Linked DNA regions of Sus scrofa: regions 2 and 3 are each linked to region 1. Evidence: chromatin contacts called from public Hi-C and HiChIP or PLAC-seq data. All regions are on one chromosome and are shown on one strand. Each heading gives the region's core, a stretch centred on a gene start, on an enhancer-like site or on the middle of the called end of the contact. The rest is flanking DNA. Distances are from core to core; before and after follow the strand shown. Region 1 holds the start of CEP19 (centrosomal protein of 19 kDa). Region 2 holds the start of RNF168 (E3 ubiquitin-protein ligase RNF168). Region 3 holds the start of FBXO45 (F-box/SPRY domain-containing protein 1).

Region 1 (4,495 bases), core at 922-3,421:
TTCTATTGGAATATACACTAGAGAATAGTAAATCTCATTCATCTTGTCGTGGTAGAAAAGCTAACTTACAAACAGTAGAGCAAACACTAGATTATTTATGATTTTTAAGGCAAAAGTACCATTTTCAAAATCAATTTGTTGCATCCGAATTCACCTTCAAGATTTTTTCCTCTTAAATATTACTTTACTTGGGGAGAGGAAGTGGGATGGACTGGGAGTTTAGGGTTAATAGATGCAAATTACTACATTTGGAATGAATAGACAATAAGGTCCTCCTGTATAGCACAGGGAACTATATGCAATCTCCTGGGACAGACCATGATGTAAAATTACATATATATACATATATGAAATATATATATATATAAAAATTTTTTTGGTCTTTTTGCCATTTCTAGGGCCATACCTGCGGTATATGGAGGTTCCCAGGCTAGGGGTCTAATCAGAGCTGTAGCCGCCGGCCTACACCACAACTCACAGAAACACCAGATCCTTAACCCACTGAGCAAAGCCAAGGATCGCAATCTCATGGTTCCTAGTCGGATTCATTAACCACTGAGAGATACTGGCACATTATAAATCAATGATACTTTGATTTAAAAAAATTTAAATATATTACTTGGTTATTGTGGCCTAAACTGGCTCTGAAAATTGACTCATTTTTATTTATTTTTTAGGGCCACACCCCACACCCGTGGCATATGGAGGTTCTCAGGCTAGGGGTGGAATCGGAGCTGTAGCCACCGGCTTACGCCAGAGCCACAGCAACGTGGGATCCGAGCCTCGTCTGCAACCTATACCACAGCTCACAGCAACACCGGATCCTTATCCCACTGAGCAAGACCAGGGATCAAACCGGAAACCTCACTGTTCCTAGTCGGATTCATCTGCACTGCGCCACGACCAGAACTCCCCAAAATGACCCATTTTTAATCACAAAATGCCATTGTTGGAAGAGCCTTTTAGATATCAGTAAGTCGAGTGTTTAAAAATTCTTTTGGGCCTAATAATCCTCTCTTCAAATAAATTTGGGACTTAATATGGAAACACAAAAAAGTAGAACTGGGGAGTTCCCATCGTGGCTCAGGGGTTAAGGAACCTGACTAGTACCAATGAGGATTTGGGTTTGGTCCCTGGCCGAGCTCAGTGGGTTAAGGATCCGGTGTTGCCATGAGCTGTGGTGTAGGTTCCAGACGCAGGTAGGATCCCACGTTGCTGTGGCTGCAGTGTAGGCCAGCGGCTGCAGCTCAGGTTCGACCCTAGCCTGGGAACTTCCATATGCTGCCAGTGCAGTCCTAAAAAGACAAACAAACAAACAAACAAAAGAGCAGAACTGCACTGACTGACAGGTACTAATCTAACACTTTCCTTTTACTGATGGAGAACTCACCTGGTTTTTACTGACTTTCTCTATCAAACGTCATCCCTTTATTGTAATTACTACTGCACATATCCATTTTCCCTACTACACTGCAAGCTCCGCAAGGGCTGGATACACAGCACCTAGCACAGAGCTCCTGCCCACGGACTTGGGCCCAAAGAAGGGTATCAACTCGCTTAACCCAGCCCTGAATCAGAAAGACACCCCAGCCCAATACGGTCTATCAGTAAAATGTTTTTAAAACGAAGCTAGTTGTCCTCCCCTTTCCACGCCTCGCGAACCTCTATAATTCTAGATTGGGATTCTCACACTGAGGCCCTTGCTGGTCCCCTGGTGGTCAGAAGCTTCATGCATCCCAAGAGCATTAAGACGCTTCACGACGGTACTACCTGTACAATGTTTTAGTAATAGTGAGGCCAGTCCCGTTTCAGAACGCCAAAGCCTGACTCTCTAGAGAACCAGAAGCCACGCAATCGGGGCAGCGGATAGGCAAGAGGATTTCGGCCTCTTTCGCTTTTTTTTTTTTTGGCCGCCCCGCCAGGGATCAGATCCGAGCCATAGTTGCCACCTACGCTGCAGCTGCTTGTGACCTTTGTTTTTAACTTTGTGCAGCTCAACCTACAGTTCTAGTGTCGCGAGCCAGGGGAAAGTGAAATACCTCTGCAACCGTGGAAAGGAGAGGACACCGGATCTCAGCCTGCTCCCTACCCGCTCAGCCCTAAATCCCGCCCCCCACCCCGAAGCCCCGCCCCTCCATTTACCAGCGTCGGTGGGGGCCGTGCTGAAGACTGGGTCTGCAGAGGTGAGCCCAGCCACCTCCCAGAGGAAGAGCCAGGCCACGGCCCGGCCGGCTACAGCCGCGGTAGCCAGGACGCCGGAAACGCGCACCTGGGAAGAATGCTCGGGGACCAAATGCGGTCGTGAGAACCTACACAAGCCTTGCTCCGCTCCTAGAGCGCGCTGTCACAGAGTTAGCGACCTGAACGGAAGACTCCCTCCGCGCACGCCTGCTGTCCCGCTCTTGCTCGGCTCCCGGGAGCCTAGGCCCGCGAAAGTTCCGGCCTCGCGGCAGGCAATGGCCCCGCCCCCTCGCCGTCCACGCCCTCGCCCTGCTGGTTGGGGGCGGGGCGAGGAACAGCGCAAGCGCCGTGACATGCGCCCGGGCTGTTGCTTTGGGAATCTCTTGGTGGTCTCAGCCCGACCCGGGTTCCCGCACGTTGTTCAGCTAGTCGGCTAGCCGAGCTCTCTGCGTCTTTCTCCACTTGCAAGTGTTTGCGGATGCGGTCCTCCTGCTGAGGATTTCACCCTACAGTCACGTCTTTGGAGCTATGGCTGTCGCCTTTCTGCAGCGCCAGGCTCTGCCCGGCCCTCAAAATTAAATTTAGAACTCTTCTGTGCAATGCGGTTGGGGAAAACAACCTGCTTGCGGAGGTTTTAGACGTTGGCCTGCAGAAGACGCACTTTCTCTACGTCTCTATGGGTAGGTAAGAACATCAGCCTTGCCCTAATGGGGACGTGGGTAGAAAGAGGGTCGTCTACCTGATGGCAAAACCCGTACACTTTTAAGTTAAGATTTTGCCCGTCATTGATCCCTGGAGAAAGGGATTAATGTCCAGGAAGAAGAGCTGAGTAAATATGTCCTTTGTCTTATGGATTAAATCTATAAGCAAAGTAGAGAGTATCCAATGCAGATTGGAGCAGAACAGAGAGCTCTAGGACAGATGTCTTAAAGAGGGAAAAGATGTCAGAAGATATTACCTACAACTGAAAATAGCAGTGTAAGCATGCTGTTAAGAAATATGGAGATAAATTTTGGAAGAAACGCTTAAAAGAATTGAAACTATTTTCCTATTGGAGAGGGGAAGGGCAGAGGACCACAGTTTTTTATTATACGCCTTATGGAATTATATTACGTTTAAACAGAATACTAACATTACTTAGTAAAAATAAAAGTTTAATTGTAAAAAGAAAAGAGTATAGTCAAAAAACTACATTACTGAATATCATGTGAATACATCTTTTTTTTTTTTTTTTTGTCCTTTTAGGGCTGCACCCTCGGCATATGGAGGTTCCCAGGGTAGGGGTCCAGTCGGAGCTACAGCTGCTGGCCTACTCCACAGCCACAGCAACTCAGGATCTGCGAACTTCAGCATAGCTCAGGGCAACACCATACCCTCAACCCACTGAATAAGGCCATGGATTGAACAACATCCTCATGGATACTAGTCAGATTTGTTTCTGCTGTGCTACAACAGGAACTCCCATCATTTATTAACATAGCTACTTGCTTGAGTGTGTGGAATTTATATTGTGCTCAGTAGGATCTCCCAGAAAATTTACTAACAGAACAGATTTTAGTGAGGTGAACTGGGAGTAGTATTTGTTTAAAAGAAGAAGAGGAGTTCCCATCGTGGCACAGTGGAAACGAATCCGACTAGGAACCATGAGGTTGTGGGTTTGATCCCTGGCCTCGCTCAGTGGGTTAAGGATCCAGCATTGCGGTGAACTGTGGTGTAGGTTGCAGACGTGGCTCGAATCTGGGGTTGCTGTGGCTATGGTGTAGGCTGGCAGCAACAGCTCCGATTAGACCCCCTAGCCTGGAAACCTCCATTGTGCTGTGGATGCCCTAAAAAGACAAAAGACAAAAAAAAAAAGAAGAAGAAGAAGAAAGAAGGGATGGAGTGGGATCATTGTGTCAGATCAGAGGCAGAGCTCAATAATTTGAAAAAGCAGTTTTTTATATATGATCCATTTCCTAAGAGTGAAAATTCTTTTTTTTAAATGATTTTTTATTTTTTCCATTATAGCTGGTTTATAGTGTTCTGTCAATTTTATTTCTTTCTTTTTTTTTTTTTTTCTTTTTGTCCTTTCTAGGGCCGAGACAGCATATGGAGGTTCCAAGGCTAGGGGTCTAATCCGAGCTGTAGCCGCTGGCCTATGCCACAACCACAGCAACTCTGGATCCAAGCCGTGTCTGCAACCTACACCAGAGCTCACTGCAACGCTGGATCGTTAACCCACTGAGCAAGGGCAGGGACCGAACCCAAAACCTCATGATTCTAGTCGGATTTGTTTCCGCTGTGCCATGATGGGAACTATACAACAAAGTGATGC
Region 2 (4,495 bases), core at 782-3,281, 210 kb after region 1:
CACTAGGCAATATATGATTGAATTCAGAAGAGGGATATTATTGTGTGATGGAGAAATACCTTCTGGAGGAAGTACACTGAACTGATCCTTGAGGTAGGCAAAATCACAAAGCAACTTATTTAGGATAAATTGAGATTTCAAGCAATGGCCTGAAAGCACAAGATTTGCACAAGACAGTAAATGAATCACAACTGAATGTTTGAAAGAATAATGGGAGATTCCAAGGGAAAGGCATGTTGGCTCCATACTAGGGAGCCTGGAATCCCAGGCTAAGGATTGATACCATGGACAACTGGATGATAACTAGCTTTATGAAACACATTAAAAACAAAACAAAAGCTCCCAAAACACTTTACAAAAGACCCACACCTCCTAGTTTTGGCTTCATCTGGAAAACACTTACCTTCCCAGCCTGAATAACCTTAGCAAACCCCAAAGACCTTAAAGACTTTTCAGGCAGTGACTTTCTTTTCTCTTCCTCCACAGCCTCTGTCTCTAACTGTAGGAGAAAATATCCCTATAAAAAGGTAGAAAGGAGGAGTTCCCCTTGTGGCACAGTGGTTAACGAATCCGACTAGGAACCATGAGGTTGCGGGTTCGGTCCCTGGCCTTGCCCAGTGGGTTGGGGATTCGGCGTTGCCATGAGCTGTGGTGTAGGTCACAGAGGAGGCTTGGATCCCGCGTTGCTGTGGCTCTGGCGTAGGCCAGTGGCTGCGGCTCCGATTCGACCCCTGGCCTGGGAGCCTCCATGTGCCGCGGGAGCGGCCCAAGAAATAGCAAAAAGACAAAAAAAAAAGGTAGAAAGGAGAGACACCCCCCCCCCCCCCGTCATGATGACTAAGCAAAGTCCAGCCACCTGCCCCTAACCACCCCTCCCTCACGCATCTGCTGCAGTAAGCTTGCTTCCGCATCTACTACCTTGCCTGACCTCACTCTGGTCCGCCAAGCAGGAGCTCAGAAGAGGTAGCCCATAAAAACTTTGTGAAAGACTTCTTCCGGGCTCAGACTCTGGAGAGCAATCTCCTCTGAGCCTGCCGGCATAATAAACGTGAATTCTCCAACTTTCCCAGTGCTCACTTGGTTTCTCCCTGGGTAAAAGAGCTGAAACACTGCAGCCACAGGGCTGTCGCTAGAGCTGATACGCTGCAGCGCAGGGCTGTTGAGCAGCTGCCTTAACAAAACCAAGTGGGAAAACATTTCAAAATGCATAAAGTTAAAATATTTTCCTTTTGACTTCTTTTGTAATTTTGATTGGTCTAGACTGAAATTAAACAATAAAGCAGTGCCTTATAATTGATGCACATGTTGGCTAAGCCCCAGGATCCTGCCAGTCCTACAGTTTGTTTCCCAAGTACCTGTTAAATTGTAGCAAGTTTGCAGATTCTTTGACCACAGCCTTTCTCAGAAATCATCCTAGAGATGCTTTTACAAGAACTCTGGAAAGCGACCTAAGAGGCTTCCTTACAAATGAAAAGAAACAAGGGTAGTTTGAGGAGTACTAAGGGAAGAATTTAAAAATTATTGTCAAGCTTTTTTGGGGGGGGCGCACCCACTGCACAGAAGAGTGACAGGACCACGGATCGAATCCAAGCCACAGGTAAGAACTATGCAGCAGCTTCAGCAATCTGGGATCCCCAACCCACTGCACAGGGCCAAGGATCAAACTAGCCTCCGCGGCAAACCGGACCCTTAAAGCACTGCGCCACAGCGGGAACTCCATCGGCTTTTAATTTGCCTTTAAGTTTCACTTTTTCTGACAAGAGACCAACCTTGCGACATACCCTGATTTCTGCAGCCTCTGGGAGCAGAAATCAAGAGGGAAATACTAAAGTGCAGTCAATGTGACGACGCAGGGTCTGCGAAGAAAGGACTGCAACACACCGAGAAGACCAGCTCTGGGGGGGCGGGGCGCGGGGCTCGGGTCGGGCAGCGCGCGCAGACTCGGAAGTCCCGCCCCAATGTTAGCCCTCTCTACCTTTGGTTGGTTCTCTAGGTGGGAGGGGCTGTTTTGGCGGGCAGTCGTGACGTCACTAGCCCTTGTCGGGTTGCTACAGCACCGCGCCAAGGTTAGGCTTTTGGGTAGATGGAAGAGAGGGAGGGGCGGGCTCAGAGCGCCCGGAAGGGCTCGCGCGCGGCCCCCGACAATGGTAAAACGGAAGTCCTACTCCTTCGGAGCTCCTCGTCCGGGCGGAAGAAGCGTTCTTCCTCTAGCGGTGGCTGCGTAGCTGCGCGCCTCTGCGGTCTGCGGCTTGGCTTCCGGGAGCTACGGGAGCATCCTCACCTGGTAAGAGAAAGGAGGGGAACTTGGCGCGTGCCTCCTGCGGGGGCCAGAGAGCCCACCATCCGCCCTGCCGCAACGGCTGTTAATGCTGGGAGCAGTCAAGGTTCATTTGTTTTCATTTCGGACGTTTGTCTTAACATGGACAAACACACTTCCTTCCACGGTCGTACTGTTTACCTGACCCTCAGAACACTTTTTTGCTTTAAAGACATTTGATGTTCCCAGTCTCTGAATTCTGGTAGGCTACTGGGCATAAAATTTAAACACAAAACTTAATTCGCTTTCTCCGAACTTGGGCTGTAGATGAGGATTCTTTCTCTTTCAGGTGTTGATGTTGATTGAATATGCCTTTTTAGCATATTAAAATGGCTGTACCCAAGGACGCCATCCCTTCATTGTCGGAATGCCAGTGCCAGATCTGTGTGGAAATTCTATTTGAGCCTGTGACACTCCCTTGTAACCACACGCTGTGTAAACCATGCTTCCAGTCGACTGTCGAAAAAGCAAATTTGTGCTGCCCCTTCTGTCGCCGCCGAGTCTCTTCGTGGACTCGACACCGCACCCGAACAAATTCTCTTGTCAACATGGAACTGTGGAAGATAATTCAGAAACACTATCCAAAAGAATGCAAGCTTAGAGCCTCTGGGCAAGAATCAGAGGAAATTGGTGAGTAAAAATCCAGCTTGTTCATTGTCTAAAAACCAAAATCTTTTAAAAAGCGAATCATCACTAGTCTTTTTTTTTTTTTTCAAGGATAAAAAAAGAAAATCTGGGTTAGTATTTGTCCAAATTTTTCACATCTTTGAGTTTAATGGGCCCTAAAATGTTGGTTAAGGTCACAATGGCAAGATTTGGTTCATTGTTTTAAGGCATAGGCTTAGTTTGGTCGGTGTTTGTTGGGTTAAAAATGAAAAGAAAACCAAAAAAAAAAAAAAGAAACAAAAGAATTACCTACTAGGGTCTTAAATTGTGTCGAAAGTTATATAAATAGTCACAGATGAGCAACAGTCAGTATGGCAGCAGCAGAAGTAAGGAAACTGCTGGATTCCTGTGTTAATATTTTTTTTATTTTCAGTTACTTTTCTCTAACTTTCTTGCCTATACATCTCCATTCATTTAGTTCTTAAGCTTTCAACAAGCCTAAAATAGCTTTCTGTGGCCAGTTTCCTCTAGTTCAGTCATTTTTATTCAAAGCCCTCCACAGTGTGGACTTAACAACTCTTCATTTTGCCCCCAGACTTTAGCGGCTTGACCACTTATGTGGTCATTAAGCCCTGCAGTGTTTCTTCTCCAGGCTTAAATGTGATGTGGATGCTCTGGTGTACTTGCTTTTTTTGGGAATTCTTTTTATTATGGTAAAATTTGCCATTTTAACCATTTTTAAGTGTACAATTCAGTGTCATTAATTACTTTCACAGTGTTTGGAAACTGTCACCACTGTTGCCAAAACTTTCATCACACCAGACAACTTCTTTAACCATTAAGCATCCCATTCTCCTTACTCCATCCCACTCCTGCTTTTCGGAGTTTCTAATCTCTGTGAATTTGCTTGTTCTAGATAATTTATGTAAGTGTATTCATACAGCGAATGATCTGTTGTGTCTGTTTTCTTTCACTTAGCATAATGTTTCATGCCGCCTTCTTTTTCTTTCTTTCTTTCTTTCTTTCTTTCTTTCTTTCTTTCTCTTTTCCTTTTCTTTTCTTTTCCTTTTCTTTTTTTTAAAGGGCCAAACCTGTGGTATATGGAAGTTCCCAAGCTATGGGTTGAATCAGAGCTGCAGCCGCCTGCCTGTGCCACAGCCACAGCCGGAGCAATGCTGGATCCAAACTGCATCTGCAACCTACTCCACAGCTTGTGGCAACATCAGCTCCTTTAACCCACTGAGTGAGGCCAAGGATCGAACCTGAATCCTCATAGATACTACTCGAGTTGTTAACCCACTGAGCTGCAACGGGAAGTCTACCGCGTTCTATCTTTATCAGTACTCCATCCCTTTTTATGGCTGAATAATATTCTACTCTATGGATATATTGTATTTTGTTCCTTCATCCATTGTTGGACATTTGGGTAGTTTCCACCTTTTGGCTATTTCAATAGTACTGATATGAATATTCATGTGCAAGTGTTTGAATGTGTTTTCATTTCTTTTGTGTACATATCTAGGAGTGGAATTGCTGGATCATATGGTAATTCTATGTTTAGCTTTGTGAGGA
Region 3 (4,495 bases), core at 1,113-3,612, 140 kb after region 1:
AACCCTCAGCTTTCCACTGTCCTGCTTTTGTTCAAGGTATTTCCTCCTAGTAAAATATTCACATTCTCCCCATCTTAAAAATTCAGCTCAAATACAATCTCAATTTCAAACATTCTACAATTCTCCATCAACTTGTAAATCTCTTTCACTAAACTTGTACTGTGTGTACATATATATACATATCTAACAGAAACAACTTCTACCATTTCTAACTAATAACCACTAGTCATTTCTATATATTTTTTTCTCCTCTACTAGACTGAATACCTCCCTACTAGGCTATCTGACTCCTTCTGAATTAATCTTTTATCTTCAAGATACTCAGGAGATGTCCTGCAACATCTGAATGTACATGTGATAAGTACAAGTCTATAAAACCTAGAGTGCAGGTAGTACAAAGGCATACAAAGTATGAAAAACTTAAGAAACCTAAAATATCTCTGAAAGGATACAAAAGAAATAGGTAGCATAGGTTGCCTTCAACCTGAGTGGTGGGGGTAGAAGGACAAAAGGAAAATATTTTGCTTTACATCGCCTTGCTTCTTTTGGTTGACTCGCATGAACACATCATCTATTACAACTCATTATATGAATCTTGAATCATGTGACCATATCTACTGCAAATAATTTAAAATAAAACAATAAACTTTATGGAAAAATAAAAGTTAAATAAAACTTACGAAACCCACATGTTAATCGAGTACAGTAGGACAGAACTGTAATCTTCTGCACTCTACCATACGAATTATAACCAGTATCCACTGAGCATCTATCACGTATAAATACTGTCCTCATAAATAAACATGTTACTTCACTTACTAGAAAAGCAACTGACAGGTGACATATTTAACAGAAATATTTCTTATTAAGCTAAATCCTGTTTTATTACAGAAGAATAAATTTTACATCCATCTGACATGGAAAAAAACAATTTACTCCTTACTCTGGCCCCGCTGGCAGTCTAGCATTAAAAGGGGATGTCATCCCTTCTTAGTTGTTAATGTTATTTTTATGTTTACCACATTCTAGACTTTATCCTCTCTCACATATGCTTTTGGTGACTATTACTCTGTACAGCTGTTTCCATTCAACTGAACCCAAGTTTAAGGCCTTTCGTTCATATTGCTTGAAGAATCCTCTCAGTGCTACCATGGTCTGCTATCTGACATGTTTATTTGCAAATGAAGGCAAGACAACAAACAAGAATCTGGCAGGGAAAAAAAGGCAGCATATATGGAAGCAGTATGTTAGATGACAAACAGAACTTAAGAGACACTCTATCAAGGTGGAACTATAAAAAAGTTGGCAAGGAAGTAGCCAATAATAGTAGGACATGGCAGTATTATGACGGTTAAGTACAGCTGATGGGAGGATGTTCTATTAGTCTTGATCTTGAAAGTTAGCAGAATGCCGTGGGTCATACTCATTTATAAGCCTGTAAAAAAGTGGAGGGAATTGGAATACTCGGGCGAAAATAAAGAAAAGGTTATAAGTCAGAGCTTGGAAAAGGTGAGGTGAAAGCAAAGATCTCAGAAACCAAGCCAAGGTTAAGGCAGCTGAGGTAATCTAATAAAGGGCAGAGAGAAAAATAGGATGAGAGTATTGAAAGCTACAACAATGGGGTGATCTGTTTTTAAGGGGAAAGACTGTGGAAAGTAGAATGAGTGACGGAAAGCAGGGCTGGGAAACCATCTGGTCCTTTAAAAAGTGTATCACGGAAGTGAGGTGGGTTAAGGAGCAGAACTTCAATCCAAAGAGAAGAGGATCTTTATGGCAGGGGGAGGTGAGGTAAGATATTGACTGGAGCGGTGGAAAGGCGGGATGGTGAAGCGAGGCTTTTGACTCAGAAGCTTAGCTGAGAAGCTCTGAGAGTGGCGCGGAGGAGCGGGACTGGGGGCAGCGGCGTGGCGTGGGGCTCCCTCACCTTGGCCTTGTAGCTGGGCAGGTTGCAGAGAATGTCCGTGCGCAGAGCCTCCTCTGCCAGGCTGCGGGCACACAGGCTCCGCCACACCTCGCTGTTCTCATCGCCGTGCAGGCAGCGGTACCAGTGCTTGCACACCAGGGCGCAGCTCCGCAGCTCGGACAGCTCCAGGTAGGAGAACACCAACTCCAGCACCCGGCTGGGCAGCCGGCCCCCGGCCCCCGGGGCCCCGGAGCCCGAGCCTGCGCCCGCGCCGCCGCCGCCGCTACAGCCAGCGCCGCCCGAGGCTGCCCCAGCTCCCGGGCCCGGCGCCGCCATCGCCTCACCAGCTGGCCCGAGGGCCGCCGCCGCCGCCGCTGCTTACCCCCGTCCCTGCTCCGGAGGCCAAGCCTCGCCTTGAGACCGGAGCAGCTCGTTCACCGCCCCTTTCACAGCCTACCGCCCGGCCCCTCCACCACTCCCGCCCCTGCCCAGGGGCGTCCGCCGCGCGCCCCGCCTCACTGAGGGCAGACGCACCGGCCGCACTTGCGTCCCCCGCCCCTCCCTAGCGGCTCAGCGCGGGCGCCGGAACAGCCAGACTCGCCCGGCCTCCCCGCGACGCGCCGGTGGCTCCGCCATGCGGGTTGAGGGCAAGAAGCAAGGGCGCACGCCCAGCTTGCGCGCGATTCCTCTCGGCCCCGGATGTGACTGTTTGGCTGAGGCGCCCCCCGCCCGACGCTGGATGGGATTGGGCGCCCACCGGTGAGGTCATCATCAGGCGCCTAGGAGGGAAGCGGGAAGCTCAGGTATGAGGCTGGCGCTGGTGGGTTCAAGGCTATGTTCCAGTGCCTTTTCATCATTTTGGTCTAGTGGTGTCGCGTCGGCTTTCCTGGATCCCTTTTCCTGTAAGGTTCCCCCGAGTCAGTTGGGTCCCTGCCTTACTGGCCAACCTAACGCACGAAACTTCCCTCTCCTTATTAGCCATTCCCTATGGGTCCGCCACCTTAGGTTTGAGTTGGATCTTCTTTACCTTTGGCAGCTGAGGTCGTGTTTTCCTGGTCAAGCTATCTTGTTCTCTCTTGGTATTAGTACCAGTGATTATCACAACATGTGTCCTAGCGTATATACGGAAAATGAGGTCGCCACCTTTGAACGCCCCTCCCCCCGCCCCGCCAATGTTCGGATAACCTTAAAGTGCCGTTTAAGTGCTACATTCTTTTGGATAAAATGTGACTTTTTCCATTCTTTCCTACTAACCCACTGATTAGTAGGTGAATTAAGGCAGTGTGTTTTTAATTAAACATTCCATAGGGCGAATGACATGGAGGCTGTAATTCTAGAAGGCTTCTTGGGAGGGAAAGTATTTCAGCATTGTTTGGTCATACTACGTTTTCCTAAGTGACCAGAACGTTTTCTGACAGCCTTTAAAGGATGCTTGACAAGAGAAAATAATAATCATGCACTCTACTGGGGCCCTTTACCGGGGAGTTCCTAATAAACTCTCAAAAAAAACTCTGAGATAATTGTTATAATAATAGGGTTCACAGAGTCCCTTAGTAGACAGTTACACTGTCTTACATTTATGTAGTAAGGAATCTTTCCAAAAAACAACTCCCCCGCTGTTTGTAATCCATTTCTTGTTCTCCAATAAAAACAGTAGCACCTATCATCTCCACTCTCTGATAGGTGGTATTTGATTATTACTTGCCAGTTCCTTCCTCCCAGATGCTTCCCCCCAAGCTTAGTAATCTAGATTCTTTTTATTCTTACTAGGGCCAGTGCCACAGCCCTTCAGTCTTTTCGGGTGCTGTCTAGCATCCTCACATCAAGACTAACTTTGGAAAACTCAAACATGTGAAGAAAAGTTGACATATTTATTACTGTGATAGTGACTGTCTTTCATATTATTTAAATAGTAGTGTAATCTCAGGCTAGGGAGTTTTATTTATTCATTTTTCAGCTGTCAACTATCGGGCATCCAAAGAAGGCGGTCCAAGTTTTGTCTGGAAAGGCACCAAAGTTTCTTTTACTTCTTCAGAGATGAGTAAAGTCAGTTCCTCTGAGAAGGGGACAATGAACAGAGGGAATGAACAGCTTTAAAGGTACAGACACTTGAAAAAGACAAGTGGATGCTTGGAAGTAGGACAGGATGGAGTAGAGAGGATTCAGTTATTAAATGACCATGACCCCTCTCCCATGTCTGTACCCTTCTTCTGCTCTCTGGCTGTTTAGAGCTTTCATCTTTGCACTCCACTCTTCCTACAAATGTTCTTAAAGCACCCCAACTTCCCACCCACCCACCCGCCCCCACTCCATGATCTCATTAGGTGTTGGAAGGAAGGAATCTATTATCTAATTAAACTAATTCACATTGGGGTGAATTATTAATTACCATGCTTGACTCTTTAGGTATCACCTATGAGAAGAGAAGCTTGTTGATCTGACATACCTGAATGTGGGGATAGTGGCACTTAGCTATTTCCAGGTAGGCTTTCCAGTCCCAATAAAAGAAAAACAAGAAACAGTGGCTTGCCAACTCCTTTCTGAAAGATTGTTTTGATTTAACCCATATTTAGTTATTTTTTCCCCTCTGTC

The links. Hi-C and Micro-C count contacts between places; a contact is called where the count stands out from the background. HiChIP or PLAC-seq counts read pairs in DNA pulled down with a chosen protein or histone mark.
Region 2: a contact with region 1 is called in an H3K27ac HiChIP or PLAC-seq map of alveolar macrophages. The contact joins the promoter of RNF168 here to the promoter of CEP19 in region 1. A contact is called at or near these places in 1 of 5 promoter capture datasets (liver), 1 of 47 Hi-C or Micro-C datasets (liver) and 1 of 2 datasets of contacts at active chromatin or transcription factors (alveolar macrophages).
Region 3: a contact with region 1 is called in a Hi-C map of liver, with 4 times the contacts expected there. The contact joins the promoter of FBXO45 here to the promoter of CEP19 in region 1. A contact is called at or near these places in 1 of 5 promoter capture datasets (liver), 3 of 47 Hi-C or Micro-C datasets (heart right ventricle, liver and skeletal muscle) and 1 of 2 datasets of contacts at active chromatin or transcription factors (alveolar macrophages).

The regions. Positions count from the first base shown.
Region 1 is chr13:133,417,846-133,422,340 of Sscrofa11.1, forward strand. CEP19 (centrosomal protein of 19 kDa) reads left to right here and starts at 2,172. Exons shown (of 3, transcript XM_005670114.3): 1 at 2,172-2,861. PIGX (phosphatidylinositol-glycan biosynthesis class X protein) reads right to left here and starts at 2,344. Exons shown (of 6, transcript XM_005670119.3): 1 at 2,143-2,344. The coding sequence starts at 2,344.
Region 2 is chr13:133,623,515-133,628,009 of Sscrofa11.1, forward strand. RNF168 (E3 ubiquitin-protein ligase RNF168) reads left to right here and starts at 2,032. Exons shown (of 8, transcript XM_021070157.1): 1 at 2,032-2,284; 2 at 2,607-2,947. The coding sequence starts at 2,647.
Region 3 is chr13:133,558,325-133,562,819 of Sscrofa11.1, forward strand. It overlaps FBXO45 (F-box/SPRY domain-containing protein 1), which reads right to left and starts at 2,363. Exons shown (of 3, transcript XM_021070155.1): 1 at 1,925-2,363. The coding sequence starts at 2,239. WDR53 (WD repeat-containing protein 53) reads left to right here and starts at 2,508. Exons shown (of 3, transcript XM_021070146.1): 1 at 2,508-2,706.